Regions from separate parts of the Rattus norvegicus genome. Here region 2 is linked to region 1. A link is a contact called in public Hi-C data. All regions are on one chromosome and are shown on one strand. The core of a region is the stretch at or near the end of the contact, and the rest is flanking DNA. Distances in the headings are between cores, read along the strand shown. Region 1 holds the start of Pisd (phosphatidylserine decarboxylase). Region 2 overlaps Sfi1 (SFI1 centrin binding protein).

The links. A called contact is a pair of places that touch in the nucleus more often than the background predicts.
Region 2: a contact with region 1 is called in a Hi-C map of Schwann cells, with 4 times the contacts expected there. The contact joins the enhancer-like site here to the promoter of Pisd in region 1. A contact is called at or near these places in 2 of 12 Hi-C or Micro-C datasets (Schwann cells and liver).

What each region holds. Positions count from the first base shown.
Region 1 is chr14:82,204,168-82,210,784 of GRCr8, forward strand. It overlaps Pisd (phosphatidylserine decarboxylase), which reads left to right and starts at 1,515. Exons shown (of 8, transcript NM_001399650.1): 1 at 1,515-1,663; 2 at 5,284-5,518. The coding sequence starts at 5,466.
Region 2 is chr14:82,244,733-82,251,458 of GRCr8, forward strand. It overlaps Sfi1 (SFI1 centrin binding protein), which reads right to left. Exons shown (of 33, transcript NM_001191682.1): 8 at 1,789-1,891. Among named protein-coding and RNA genes, the nearest start is that of Sfi1, 25 kb to the right of the region's middle. Within about 2 kb of position 5,024, at least 11 of the 93 cell types and tissues checked have an H3K27ac peak or open chromatin away from gene starts, as enhancers often do. A contact at or near this core is called in Schwann cells and liver, where this site is marked.

The DNA of each region.
Region 1 (6,617 bases), core at 265-2,764:
ACTCTCCCATTGGCACTAGGTAGCAGTTTCAGCCAAGAAGGACCCAGAATAGAGGGGCATGGGTATCCCAAAGGGACCTCAGTGTAGTGAATTAATCTTATAAGTGGGGTGGGGTTCACCAGAAAGAAATTCATGTGTAAACTATCACTTGAAATCCTAAAAGTGTTTGTTTACAAAAAAGACATGTGGTGCCCAGGCCCCCAGGGATCAAGCTCAGGTCTCCTCCTTGCAAAGGGAATGTTTTACAAACTGAGCTACTCCCCCAGACTCCAGATAATCTTCAGAGGCCAGGGACTAATTAGTACTATCTACTGGTGCACAGGTTGAGTGAATAAAGGCAGCTTCTGTGCGTTCTGTGTCCCCAGGCTCGCGGTGTGGTGTGGGTGTGGAATAATACCATGGAAGTCTCCCTGATAGCCCTCCAGTCTGCTTGCCTTTCCATAGCATAGTCCTTGAGCTTGTCACTGGTACTTGCTTGAGCTGGATCCAGGTGAAGAGGACAGGTGTGGGGAGCTGTGTCAAAACAATGTCAGTGTCTTTTCAGGTTTGTGGCCCACTGTCTGTAAGCCCTTTAACGGGATGTCATCTTCTTCCAATCAAGTTATTTTGGGGGTGAGATTCTGTCGAGGGGCTGTAAGTGTACCCTTTATAGTAGTCTAGCATGAAAAAACTAAGTCACCCAAGGCCACTCAGCCACTGCTGAGTTGACTACACAAACATGAATGAAATTCTAGAATGTTGACCTGCCCCACTTCCCCTGTAGATCTTCGGTTTCCCTAGAAAATGTTAGGCCCATTCATTTCCTCTTACGTTAATTGAGTGTGAGCTGGGCAGGTTATGGGTATAGGGTGGTCTGCTGACTGCAGCCGGGGATTTTCCCATTCAGTGTGAGGAGAAGACACATCCCTCAGGGTATTTCCAGCCCAGAAAGCACTGCGTTTTCTAGGCTGTGGGTGAGTAGTGGCTGTTCACAGCTACTCTTGTTCCCCTATCCACTTGGTCTAGGGTCTGGGCTTTATGTGTCGGAGTTTTGTTGCCCTGTGGAACAGATGAGGTTGGCAGGGTTAGCCTTGTTACTTCATGATCAGGTGTAGGAAGAAATTGCAAGGATTAACGTATTTGTAAAACTTCTGAAGGGGATGCCGGAAGTAGCTTTGTAATGAGGAAGACAGTCTTTAGCTGACTTGCAGGGTAGGTGACAAGTGCTGTAACCAGAAGCCAGCCAGAGACTAAGGATTCAGGATCCCTGAAGTTCCAGGAGGCATCCTCTGGGGAACGCTGGGCCCCTGCTGCTCTGCTAGGTGTTGATTGGGGAGCGGTCAAAGTCTTTGGTCAGTCTCGGGAGGATATGACAGGGTGGGGCTAGGGTCCCTGCTGGCCTCTTCCTCTTTTCTCCAGGCTGTAGCCCCTCCTCTTAAAGGGCCCTCCGGGCTTCTGGTACTTAGCTGGAGCTCACAGGGTGTGTTAGCTTTAACAGTGTCTGGTATTGCTCCTCCTGCCCCCGCCCTCAGCAGGAAACAGAGCCCCTGCCTACTCTGAGGTTAAAGCTTCAGAACCTAGCCAAACCCGGAGGACCTGAAGACCAGAGCCCAGAGACTGGAGTGAGGCTGTTTTCGGGAGTGACTGAGCTGATAGAAGCCACAAGTAGGACCTGAGGCAGCAGGCAAGCTTTTGAGGGGGCTCTCCCCTCCCTGTCTGAGGCCGGGAGGCCTGGGTGGGAGTGCCTTCCAGCACAATAGTTGGCTCTTTCACTGCCGGACCTGAGGAGTCCCTTCTGATGGCCCTGCTCTCCTGCCCCCCAGGCCCTCCTCAGTCGGTCTGCCTGAGCTCATTTCCTCTACTTCGTCCCCAAAAGGCTGGGCAGGAAGTGAACAAGATGCTGGGGGGTGTGGGAAGTACAGGCAGGATTTGGGGGTGGCTCTGGGCTCCCAGCATGCATTTTTCCTGTGCTGCCTCAGCCTGGGAGAGGGAGGCATCCTTCCTTGTAGACTTAACTTCAGAGGGCAAGGAATAGATGACTCTGCCTTGGGGCAAGAAAAGGTTTTTGTTTTGTTTTGCTTTTTTTTTTTTCTTTTTTTCTTTTTTTCTTTCTTTCTTTCTTTTCTTTTTTTTTTTTTTTTTTTTTTGAGAAGTTGAAGAACACTTGTCTGTCCTTGTCTCACTCCACCCCTCAGCCACTGACTTGGTGATAGGCCATCCAGCCTTCTCTTTGTCCTCTCTTCCAAACTCATGACTTCTCAGAAGAATTGCTGGATTTGCCCAGAGAGGATCCATTTTCTTGTCTGTTACTTCTGAAGTCTGTGTACCTCCAGCCCAGGAATACAGAGGCAGAAGGAGTTAGCTGCTTCCCTGGACACACCTGCCAGGTGTCCCAGCCTCAGGGAGCGTGGGAAGAAATGGCTGAAGACCCTAGGGTGGGAACCTGAGTGAAAGGGAGCAGGGGCTGCATGATCTGGGCATTGGAGGTCTCGTGCTCAGGAAGGGCTTGTTGCCTGCCTTCTATCTCCTGCCTAAACCAGAACCTACCTAGTCAGGAGGTGTGCACAGACTCCAGAGCACGCCTGTACCCCCACCCACAAACACACATGCCCACGCTACCCCACCTCTCACATCCGAACATACTTATGGCAGCTGCTAACTGGGCTGCTCCGTTTGTTGACTTCAGTTGGATGTTTCATTCCATTTGGGACCGACCAGGTATCTTGGCGTCTGTGGTGGATAGGGAAGGGCATGGGTATGAGCCCCAGAACAGCGTGTCCTCACAGAACCCTCCCATGTGCGTGCATCAGCCCTTACTCCTACTTACTGGCAGGACTGGCTCATCTTTGGGGCTCCCCTTTCAGAGCTGCCCATCTTTCCTTCTCATAGTATGTCTGTCTCCCTTGCTAGAAAGGGAGGTAAGACTTGGGGAGCCACGCGGTTGAGGTAGTAAAGTTTTTAAGGTTAGTCTGGCCTTGGTTATAGCCATGTCTGAGTCTCAAGGGAAGTCGGCAAAGAGGGTTCCCTGTTTCCAGATGAAGAAACAGGCGGAGAGAGCAGCAGTGATTTGCCCAGGCCTTGGCCAGCACTCAGGACTGCAGTGTCAGATATATGCTCACCATAGGTCCCTCTGAGTTCTCACAGGTTAGGTAACGGACGGACGCTCAGGCCATCATCCAAGTTGCACTTGGCTCTCAGAAGGGACTGTGGTATCTGCACTCGCCTGCCTGGGCTTCTTCAGGGAAGGGTATGGAGACAGGGAAGACTGGAGGCGTTGCTGTTGAAGTAGCTCCACTTTGGAGGTGAAACGGTAGACTGCTCAGGCCCCTCCCTGTCCTCGCAGCTCTAGGCTGGACAGACTGGACTCACTCAGCCTGTTCCCAGGGTGCTGTGTGGGGTCTGCTTTTGATGTTTTTAGGAAATGTGGACACACAGGTGTCCCAGTGTAGGAGGGAAGACTGTGGTTAAAGGCAAGAGTACACTGCTCATCCGTGCCCTCACTGTGGGCAAGTGCAGCCGTGTCCTTCCATCCCTTGGACAGGTCTTAGCGCCTCTTCAAGGAAGCAGCTCCCTGCCCCTGGTCCTTTGACCTGCCTTGCTGATGGCAGGAGGAACCCAGGCTACCCTGCCCTGGTGGGCCACCCAGCTTGTCCAAGACCCCAGCCTAGAAGGACTTGACTGGCCCTCATAGTGCTACGGAAGAACAAAATGAGTCTTGGTTGAGAACCTGTGTTTTAGCTGAGCTGTTTTTGCAGACTCGTGTTGAGAGCTGCCATAGTTAGCATCCTATTTGGTAGGACAGTAAGGAAATCTTGATGGGAAACGACATTCTTGGGGGAATGTGGTCCCCCCACATTCTACAAGGTCATAGGTGTTTCCTTATTAGTCTTGGGTGTGAGTTCTGCTCCTACTTCAAAGCCTGGACTTTGTAGAGCAAGGAAAAAGCCTCTGAGGGCCTGACACCAACTCACACGATGGCACATCACCCCTGAGCCCAGCTGCCTGGCCAAAGTGGTGTGCATGCACGCAGTGTAGCATGAGTGGGTGAGCACACTCGCTATTACGGTGGAGGGGAAAGTTAGCAAGAGGCTCTCCTGAGCCTAAAGCAGAAGCATGGGTATCCCTGAAGAGTGGCCCTGACCCTTGGATGGGGTGGGGCTTCCATGTGTGCTAATCTGGTGCTGACATCTTTTGAGAGGAATTTGAGAACATTTGTGTGCCAGAGTAGGCCAGTCCTCCATTTCCTCGGTTACAGGGAGAAATCCGAACATACCTAGGCTTTGGTGGCCTTGTCCCTTCTCCCAGAGGCCACTAGCATACCTGGGATTCAGTGGCTTTTGCAGGCAGTGCCAGGGTTGGAATTTTTGCCTCTTTGGCTGACATGGTCATATCAGTGTCACACACAATCCCTTTGTTTAGTAAGAGCAGTATGAGTTGTCGCTGTGTGTTGCCTAGCTGGTCCTTGTCGGAGTCTGCTCTCTGTCTATTGAAGCCGAAGGTAGTGACAGAGGCCTGACTCCTTCCAGGGCTGCGATTGAGGCTGGAGAGCAGGCATGTGGGCTTCCAGTAGCCCTATGAACTCTCATCCTCCTGAGGTCTTTGAGGGCTCTGGGCTGAGACAGCAGCAGTTGTGAAGAGAAGTCGCTCTTCTCTCCCTGATATCTGTACGGGGGGGAGGCTGTGACCATGCGGCGGGCCCTGATTGCCATGGAATGGCCTGGCCAAGGTACTTTTTTGGAGGGAGACTGAAAGAGCCACTAGGAAGATTGGGCTTCAGTGCTGGCTGCTGCCCAACCCCAGCTACTCTCTCTGAAATGCCTGGGTGTGCAGCCTGTGAAGATGCCTGGACTACACACAGCCAGGTACTGGAGGCTTTAAGGCCAGGAGGGATTACAGTATGTTACAGTGCCCAGTACATGATGCCTTACCTGGATGTCCTGGCTATCTGCCCCCTCTGTCATTCCTCAGATGCTACCTGAGTGGAAAATGGGTCAGGTCCTCTGAGGGAGGGGCCGTCAGCCTGGAGCAGAAGGCTCAGATTCCCACCTTGTGCCTTCGGAACCCAGTGGCGCCTAGAAGTCGTGGCAGTCTGGTCACCTCTCTACCAGGCTGGCTGGAGCAAACAGCCCCAGGGCTTTACTCACCTGCTGCCCTCCAGCAGAGCAGGGACCAGACAGGTGACCAAACCTGAGTGTTAGGACTGGCCCAGTACGAGGGCTTCTGCCCTGACAGCAAACCCAGAGCAGGTGCCCTGAACAGGAGGTCTAAGCAGGTGTGTGACTAGTGCCTGTCTGTTTGCAATAGCTGTGGTCCTCTAAGCTGTGCCTGAGCCACCAAGAGTGAACGGAAACTAGAAGCATTGCCACCAGCAGCTGGAGCAGTGACCACACTGAAGTTCCTCTGGTGAGGGGAAAGGGGAGTAAGGAGAAAACAAAGGCCATTGAGTGAGCCGGCCAGCCAGCATACTCTCCCTGTGCCTACCCAAGATGTGTCAGTCAGAGAAGCAGCCAGGACCAGAGCTCCAAGCAGCAGCAAAATGGTGAGATGCTGCCCACCGAGACCTAACCATAAATGTACCCTGGCATCATCTCAGGAGGGTCAGACATCAAGTCCAGTGGCCCCAGTATGGAGGTGGCAGTAAGGGGTTGGCTAAAGGGTCCTGGAGAGGGGGGTCCTCTGTGCCCTGAATAGGAGACCCACTTCAGGTAGCCATGGCTCTGGCTGGGGGGTGGGGAGTCAGTGGGCTTCTACCTCGTGTCTTGGTCCTTAACAAAGGCACCAAGGCCCCTTCTCCTACCCCAGACCCCTGCTGCTTATACCTGCGAAAGGATCCCCCAAGCTCTTCCACATCGGTGCCTGCTCTTCTGCAGTGACGGGCAGGGCGGCCCACGGGAGAACACTGATTTGTCGTTGCTTGGTCCCTGCCACCTCCTCTTGGTTTTTGAAAGACATAGTGGGGTCCTATGGAAGAGAAAGGAGGAATGCAGGACAGTTGGTGTGCTGTGGTCTCAGCGCCTGAGCCACTCACCAGTTCTTGCTGCAACCCCCTTTTGTCCCTTTGGTTTGCTCAGTTTCTAGGGGACAGAGGACTCAGCTTCTCTAGAGCATGGCTCAGACGGCAGCCTTCGCTTGTTTAAACAGATGTGGTTTTCAAGCATTCTCAGAGGGGTGGCAGTGTAGTCTTACGATGACCACTGTATGACAGGGGACGTAGTTGCATTCAGAAAGCTGAGCTTACAGTGAGGAGCCTCTCTGTGCCTTTGGAAAGCTGGCTGAACAGAAGACAATGAACTGTAAACTAGTGGGTCCCGTGGGTCAAGTGTGGTTCTAGCGAGCAGGGTGATTTGCAGCCTAGGTGGAGCCCCCTGACCTTGAGGTGAGGTTTTGGAGAGACCCAGGTGGATGGAGCAAGAGACTGAAGACTTTTTCCAGGTGCCACAGCAGAGTAACAAGACTTGGCAGGGGTCGCCCAGCTGTCTAGGCTCATGGCACTGTGAGGGCAGAACTGTCTTTGGGTCCCAACCTCCTGAGCATGGGAGGAGGGCAGAGCAGATTCTCTCACCTTCCCATCGAGGCTCCAGGCTGTGCTGGGGCTGCTGCTGCACTTGGTGCTGTGCCTTAGAGGTTCCTGGGAGTCG
Region 2 (6,726 bases), core at 3,774-6,273, 44 kb after region 1:
TACTGGGGTGGGGGAAAGGCAGTTGGATCTCTGTGACCCTGGCCTACAAAGTGACCAGGATAAAGAAGAAGAATGGCTGGGCATGGTGTGGCAAGCCTTTAATCCCAGAACTTGGGAGGCAGAGGCAAGGGGATCTCTATGAGGTCAAGGATGGCCTGGTCTATGTAGTGAATTTCAGGACAGCCAGGGCTACATAGTGAGACCCTACCTCAAAACAAACGCCCACGAGGAACGGGTTAGACAGGCTGAGCAGTATGTGTCATCCATTTTCCTGCGACTCGGGATCTGAAGACCCAGCACCCAGTGCAAAGGCTCACCCTGAGCCATGCAGCTGGCACTTGCTCTTTCCTTACCAGACCCCACAACTCCCTACCAGGCTTTCTTGAAAGCACTCCCATGAGCTCCCCGAAACTGTACTTATCAAGTCTGTCACCATTGCCACGTGACTCAGCCCAAAGGTCAAGTCTGTCCTCACACTGCCTGACCCAGCACACGGCACCTTCTCTGGTGCATACTTGTTCCTGCCGATGACTTCACAAGCCCTGTCCCATGACCTCTCCAGTCACTCCCCTTGCTTACGTTACTCGTTCACTTAGTTTCCTGGCTTTGAGTGCCGTCCTCCTACAAGGCCTCACCATGGTATGCTCCTGCCTGGACCCGTTCTCAGCATTCCAAATGCTTCCTTAGCATCTGTCTGTACCTCTCTGTGGCAACTCAAAGGAAGGACCAGGCTGAGCATTCAGAGTGAAGAGCTCAGCTCCTCCCAATTCTTCCCACGAGGTCGCTTTGCTTCGGTGGTCCCATGTCAGTAAATGGCAACTGCATTGCTGCACTTGCTCAGCCAAAGCCAGGAGTCAGATTTAATCTCTCCATGAGCAAATCCTGTCTGTCAGTCACATTCAAAACAAGCAGAATCTGAGCCTTGAGAGAGGACTCAGAGGTTAAGAATCCTGACTTAGATCTGATTCCCAGCACCCACATGGCTCCTTACAACCATCTGCAACCCCAGTAGGGGAACCAAGACTTTTTTGTCCTCCATGGACACCAGGAATGTACATGGTACACACACAAACATACATGAAGGAATAAATTTACATATGTAAAGTAAAATAAATCCTTGCCCCCGCCCCCAACATCGTGCCAAAATTTCACTTGGAGTTCTTTCATTTGTTCTTTCTTTCTTTCTTTCCTCCTTCCCTCCACTTTCTTTCTTTTTTTAATTTATTCTATTTTTATTTATTTTTATTTAAATTAACTATTTTTTTTTTTACAATTTATTTAATGAGTATTCTGTCTGCATGTACACTTTCATGCCAGGAGAGGGCATCAGATCCCATTACAGATGGTTGTGAGCCACCATGTGGTTGCTGGGAATTGAACTCAACCTCTGGAAAAGCAGCCAGTGCTCTTAACCGCTGAGCCATCTCCCTGGCCCTATTTATTCTGTGTTTGGGGTAGCAGGGGTGGAGTGTGTGTGAGTGAGTGTGTGTGTGTGTGTGTGTGTGTGTGTGGTGTGTGAGGGTGTGTGTATGCGTGTGTGTGCGTGTGCCTGTGTGTGTGTGTGTGTGTGTGTGTGTGTGTGCCTGCCTGTGTGTGTGTGTGTGAAGGCAAGACGGCATCAGATCCCCTGGAAGGAAGTCTTCTCTCTGCTGCTGCTTGTTGGGTCTGGGATGGAGTGGGAGAGCAGTGTAGAAGGTGTGGAGCAGTGTAAAGGATGGGCACAGCAGAGAGAAGACTTCCTGCTAACTATAGTCCTAGAACACCACAGCCTGACTATACCAGACAAACCTGCAGCTGGAGGCTCAGGGCCCTGTGCTTCACGGCCGCTGCGTGGAGAGCTTGCTCTGCGTGGACTCGTCCTAGTCGCCACCTCCACTTGTTCCACCAGAAACTGGAAGAGCGATTCAAAGATGGAATCAGTCTGGGGTTGGAGGAACCCCCAGAAGAGAGAAGGACCATTACATTAAACCAGTGCTTCTGAACTTTAGCCCGAGGCTCCCTCCCCCACAATGCCATCTCTAAACTAACACCTGCTGGCCTACTGCCGCAAAGGAAAACAAGTCAATCTGCCATCCTCAGGACAGTGGGTATCCGAGCTCAAGTCACCCAGTCTGACAACCTGAATTCAATCCCTGGGACTCACGTGGTAGATGGAGAAAAGTGACTTCCACAAGTTGTCTCTGACCTCCTCATGCATTACCTCTTTCTCACACCCCAAATAAATTGTAATTTAAAAAAAAAGAAGGTCTATAAGCCAGGAACTAGTGTGCATGTCAGGCAGGCTCTCTACTGAGTAACAGTCCCAGCCCCACAGCACCATAGACATGCCCTGCTTCTCTGCCTACACAATTCAGTTCTCAAAAACAGGAGCTGCCAACAGTTAAAACTCAGACGTCATGGGAACATCAGACGACAAAGAACAATGGCGTTTGGGTCCAAGCTTGCAGGATCTCTCCCGCCTTCCCTCCTACTGCAGCCACCTCCTCTCATTTGCTGTTGAAAACAGCAGGGAGAAACAGCTGTCTCTGCTGTAACAAACAACCTACATGGGTTTCAGAAGGGTCACAGCCATGGCTCCTCCACCAGAGGACCTGAGTTTGAATCCCAGCACCACCTTGTTGGCTCACACACATGTGGAACTCCAGCCCCGGGGATCCAGTGCCCTCTTCTAGCCTCTACAGGCACCAGGCACACACAGTGGTATGCAAACATACATAGTATGCATGGTAGGCAAAACACCCATACACATAAAATAAAAGCAGACCTTTTAGAAAAAGCTATGGGACAGACACTAAGTTATCTCTGCCCACTAAAAGGACCAGAACAAGGCAAACACAGTGGAACAACTGCTCACAAGGCCTCTCCCTCCTAGACCACTGCTCACGTTCATCTACAGCTATTTGCACTCTTCCTCTCTTAGCACTTACAAAATCAGGAACGCAGTGCTCAGCACCCAAGCAGTGCCAGGACATCAATTCCTCAATAAAAATACAGTTAACAAACTCATAATACAAAAATGGATGATGAAGGTAGAGCTGCACACTAATTTAACATTTTAAAACAATAGCTACAATAGTACATTTTAAATACCTTATTTTTACTTAAATAATTTCTTGGGGCTGGAGAGATGGCTCAGTGGTTAAGAGCACCCGACTACTCTTCCAGAGGTCCTGAGTTCAATTCCCAGCAACCACATGGTGGCTCACAACCATCTGTAAAGAGATCCGATGCCCTCTTCTGGTGTATCTGAAGACAGCTACAGTGTACTTATATATAATAAATGAATAAATCTTTAAAAAAAATAAAAATAAAAATAAATTTCTTAAGGTTGGGGAGATGGCTCAAATGGTGAAGTGTTTGCTATGCAAGCTTGAGACCCGTCCACATAAGCTCTGTAACCTCCATGCTGGGGACTAGAGTCAGGAGGCTTCCCTGGAAGCTCAGCAGTTGTCCAGCCAACCCAGCTGATTGGTGAGTTCCAGGTTCAGTGAGAACCTGTCTTAAAAAGTAAGGTAGAGCCTGGTATGGTGGTGATCTTGGGAGGCAGAGGCAGAACGATTTCTATGAGTTTGAGGCCATCGAGGCCTACATAGTAAGATCCTGTATCCAAAAAATAAAAGTAGAAGGTGAGGAAGAAACCATCTTCATATATATGTGCAATCACACTTTAATACATGCACATACACTAAATAAACAAATAAAAATTCTTCCTGTCCGCAGATATCCTGGACACTGCTAAGTCACAGGTATTATCTGATAACTAATGGTAAACCCATTTCACAGAAGAGAAAAAAGAAATATGGAGAGGTAAAATAACTCAATGATGCATGTGGGTTCCGAGCTAAGTAAGCGGAGCTGTAAAGCTAGCAGGCTGTACTCAGAACCCATCTCCTGAGCTTTTAAATACTGACATTCAGGACCCAGAGAACCACCAGAGGCAAAGCACAGAACCAGTTACAAAGAGGCTTTGTTACATGAATCAAGAGTCAAAGTAGACGTCCCCAGCTCCGAAAAAAAGAAAAAAGAAAAAAAAAAAAAGAGTCAAAGTAGACTTTGTGTCAAGGGCCACGCAGAGGGAACAACAAATGGCTTTAGAATTCATGGAATTCAGCCTACCAGGTACCATAGCCATGATGGGTGCCTTGGAGAGGCAGAACCCCGAGGACTCATGTCCTGAGAACTGTGGAGTTTTGCTGTGTTGTTATCTTTTTTTTTTTTTTTTTTGGTTCTTTTTTTTTTTTTTTTTTTTCAGAGCTGGGGACCGAACCCAGGGCCTTGCGCTTCCTAGGTAAGCGCTCTACCACTGAGCTAAATCCCCAGCCCTGTTGTTATCTTTTTTTAAAAGATTTATTTATTCATTTATTATATATAAGTACACTGTAGCTGTCTTCAGACACACCAGAAGAGGGCATCGGATCCCATTACAGATGGTTGTGAGCCACCATGTGGTTGCTGGGAATTGAACTCAGGACCTCTGGAAGAGCAGTCAGTGCTCTTAACCACTGAGCCATCTCTCCAGCCCGCTCTGTTGTTATCTTAATCTAAGAATTGTACGGAAACGCTACTGGGCATCCAGCCCCTCACTGGGCAGACTCTCTGGCACTCACCATAACAGAACTTGATCTTTCTCAAGCACTGCTGCTGGGATAGATCAGTGACTCAGTCACCACTCTTGGGCAGAACTTAGAAATGCAGCCTGTTAGCAATGACCACCACCCTCAGAAAGCATTTGGAAAAACAGATTGTTAGAGATGCTAGTTAAGATGTTTTTGTTAGGGGGTTGGGGATTTAGCTCAGTGGTAGAGCGCTTGCCTAGGAAGCACAAGGCCCTGGGTTCGGTCCCCAGCTCCGAAAAAAAGAACCAAAAAAAAAAAAAAAAAAAAAGATGTTTTTGTTAGTGGCTCTGATGTAGAAAACCTTAGAGAACAATTTGAAGTTGAGCTAGGGATTCTCTAAGGTCAGGGAATAAGAACAATGGCTGCTGACCAGCACTAGCTGCCTTCTAGCTAAAGCAAGATCAAGTTGATGATTAACTTTTTGTACCCACTTCTGCCCTCAGATTCCTGATATCACGTAATAAATTGTTAATGCACCCTGAGGATTTAAAGTAGAAGTGACTTATTTTTTTATATAAAGGTAGATTTGTAATTCTTTTAAGATTTTTATAAGATTCTTTTTTTTACCATAAATGAGATAGTTGATCCTTTCTTTGTAACCACAAATTGTTGCCCGCCAGTAAGAAAAACTTGCTGAGAAATTTATCTTGCTTGCTCGTACTTTGTTAATCTATAAGTTACTTAGTTACGAATGTATGTGAGTTCTTAGGAATCATTTGTTTTTCCTTTTTTTTTTTAACATGCACTAGGTACTGTATTAAGGAACATACTGTTTTTTATAATCATTCATTAGAGAAAAAATAGAATGTAATCACATTGTAATTTTATTGTAATTTTATATTGCTTAAAAGGTTCTGCTGGGATATATAAACTATGGGAGAAAAAATAAAAGTTGAAGCCTGTTTGTTGGAGCTTTGCTCTATCCACTCAATGTGTGACTGTGTGTGACTCTGTGTGTGTGACTGTGTGTGTGTGTGTGTGTGTGTGAGAGAGAGAGAGAGAGAGAGAGAGAGAGAGAGAGAGAGAGATTCTTTTCCTCCCCTTTTCTTTTTCTTTCTTTTTTCACTTGCCTCTTACAGTCCCCAAAGGAATTCTTCATTGGCCTCCCAAGGAGCATTCTCACTGGACCCAGTCAATTGCCAACTCCACACCCCACCTCAGTTTACCCTGGATGTCAAAGCTGGTCTTTGATAACTTTGTTCTGTGTGTGTGATGCTGGTGAGATGCTGTGCAGAGCAGTGGCTACAGAGAACAGTGAGTCCTGGTGAAATGCAGTGCAGTGACTGCAGTGGACAGTGATCCTGGTGAGAGGCAGTGCAGTGACTGCAGTGGACAGTGATCCTGGTGAGAGGCAGTGCAGTGACTGCAGTGGACAGTGAGTCCTGGTGAGAGGCAGTGCAGTGACTGCAGTGGAAAGTGATCCTGGTGAGAGGCAGTGACTGCAGTGGACAGTGATCCTGGTGAGAGGCAGTGCAGTGACTGCAGTGGACAGTGATCCTGGTGAGAGGCAGTGCAGTGACTGCAGTGGACAGTGATCCTGGTGAGAGGCAATGCAGTGACTGCAGTGGACAGTGATCCTGGTGAGAGGCAGTGCAGTGACTGCAGTGGACAGTGATCCTGGTGAGAGGCAGTGCAGTGACTGCAGTGGACAGTGATCCTGGTGAGAGGCAGTGCAGTGACTGCAGTGGACAGTGAGTCCTGGTGAGAGGCAGTGCAGTGACTGCAGTGGACAGTGATCCTGGTGAGAGGCAGTGCAGTGACTGCAGTGGACAGTGATCCTGGTGAGAGGCAGTGCAGTGACTGCAGTGGACAGTGAGTCCTGGTGAGAGGCAGTGCAGTGACTGCAGTGGACAGTGATCCTGGTGAGAGGCAATGCAGTGACTGCAGTGGACAGTGATCCTGGTGAGAGGCAGTGCAGTGACTGCAGTGGACAGTGATCCTGGGGAGAGAAAGTGCAGTAACTGCAGTGGAAAGTGATCCTGGTGAGAGGCAGTGCAGTGACTGCAGTGGACAGTGAGTCCTGGTGAGAGGCAGTACAATGGCTGCATCAGACAGTGAGCCCTCATTTTTTTTTCAATGATAAACTGACAAGAGTTTAGAAAAGTCCTTC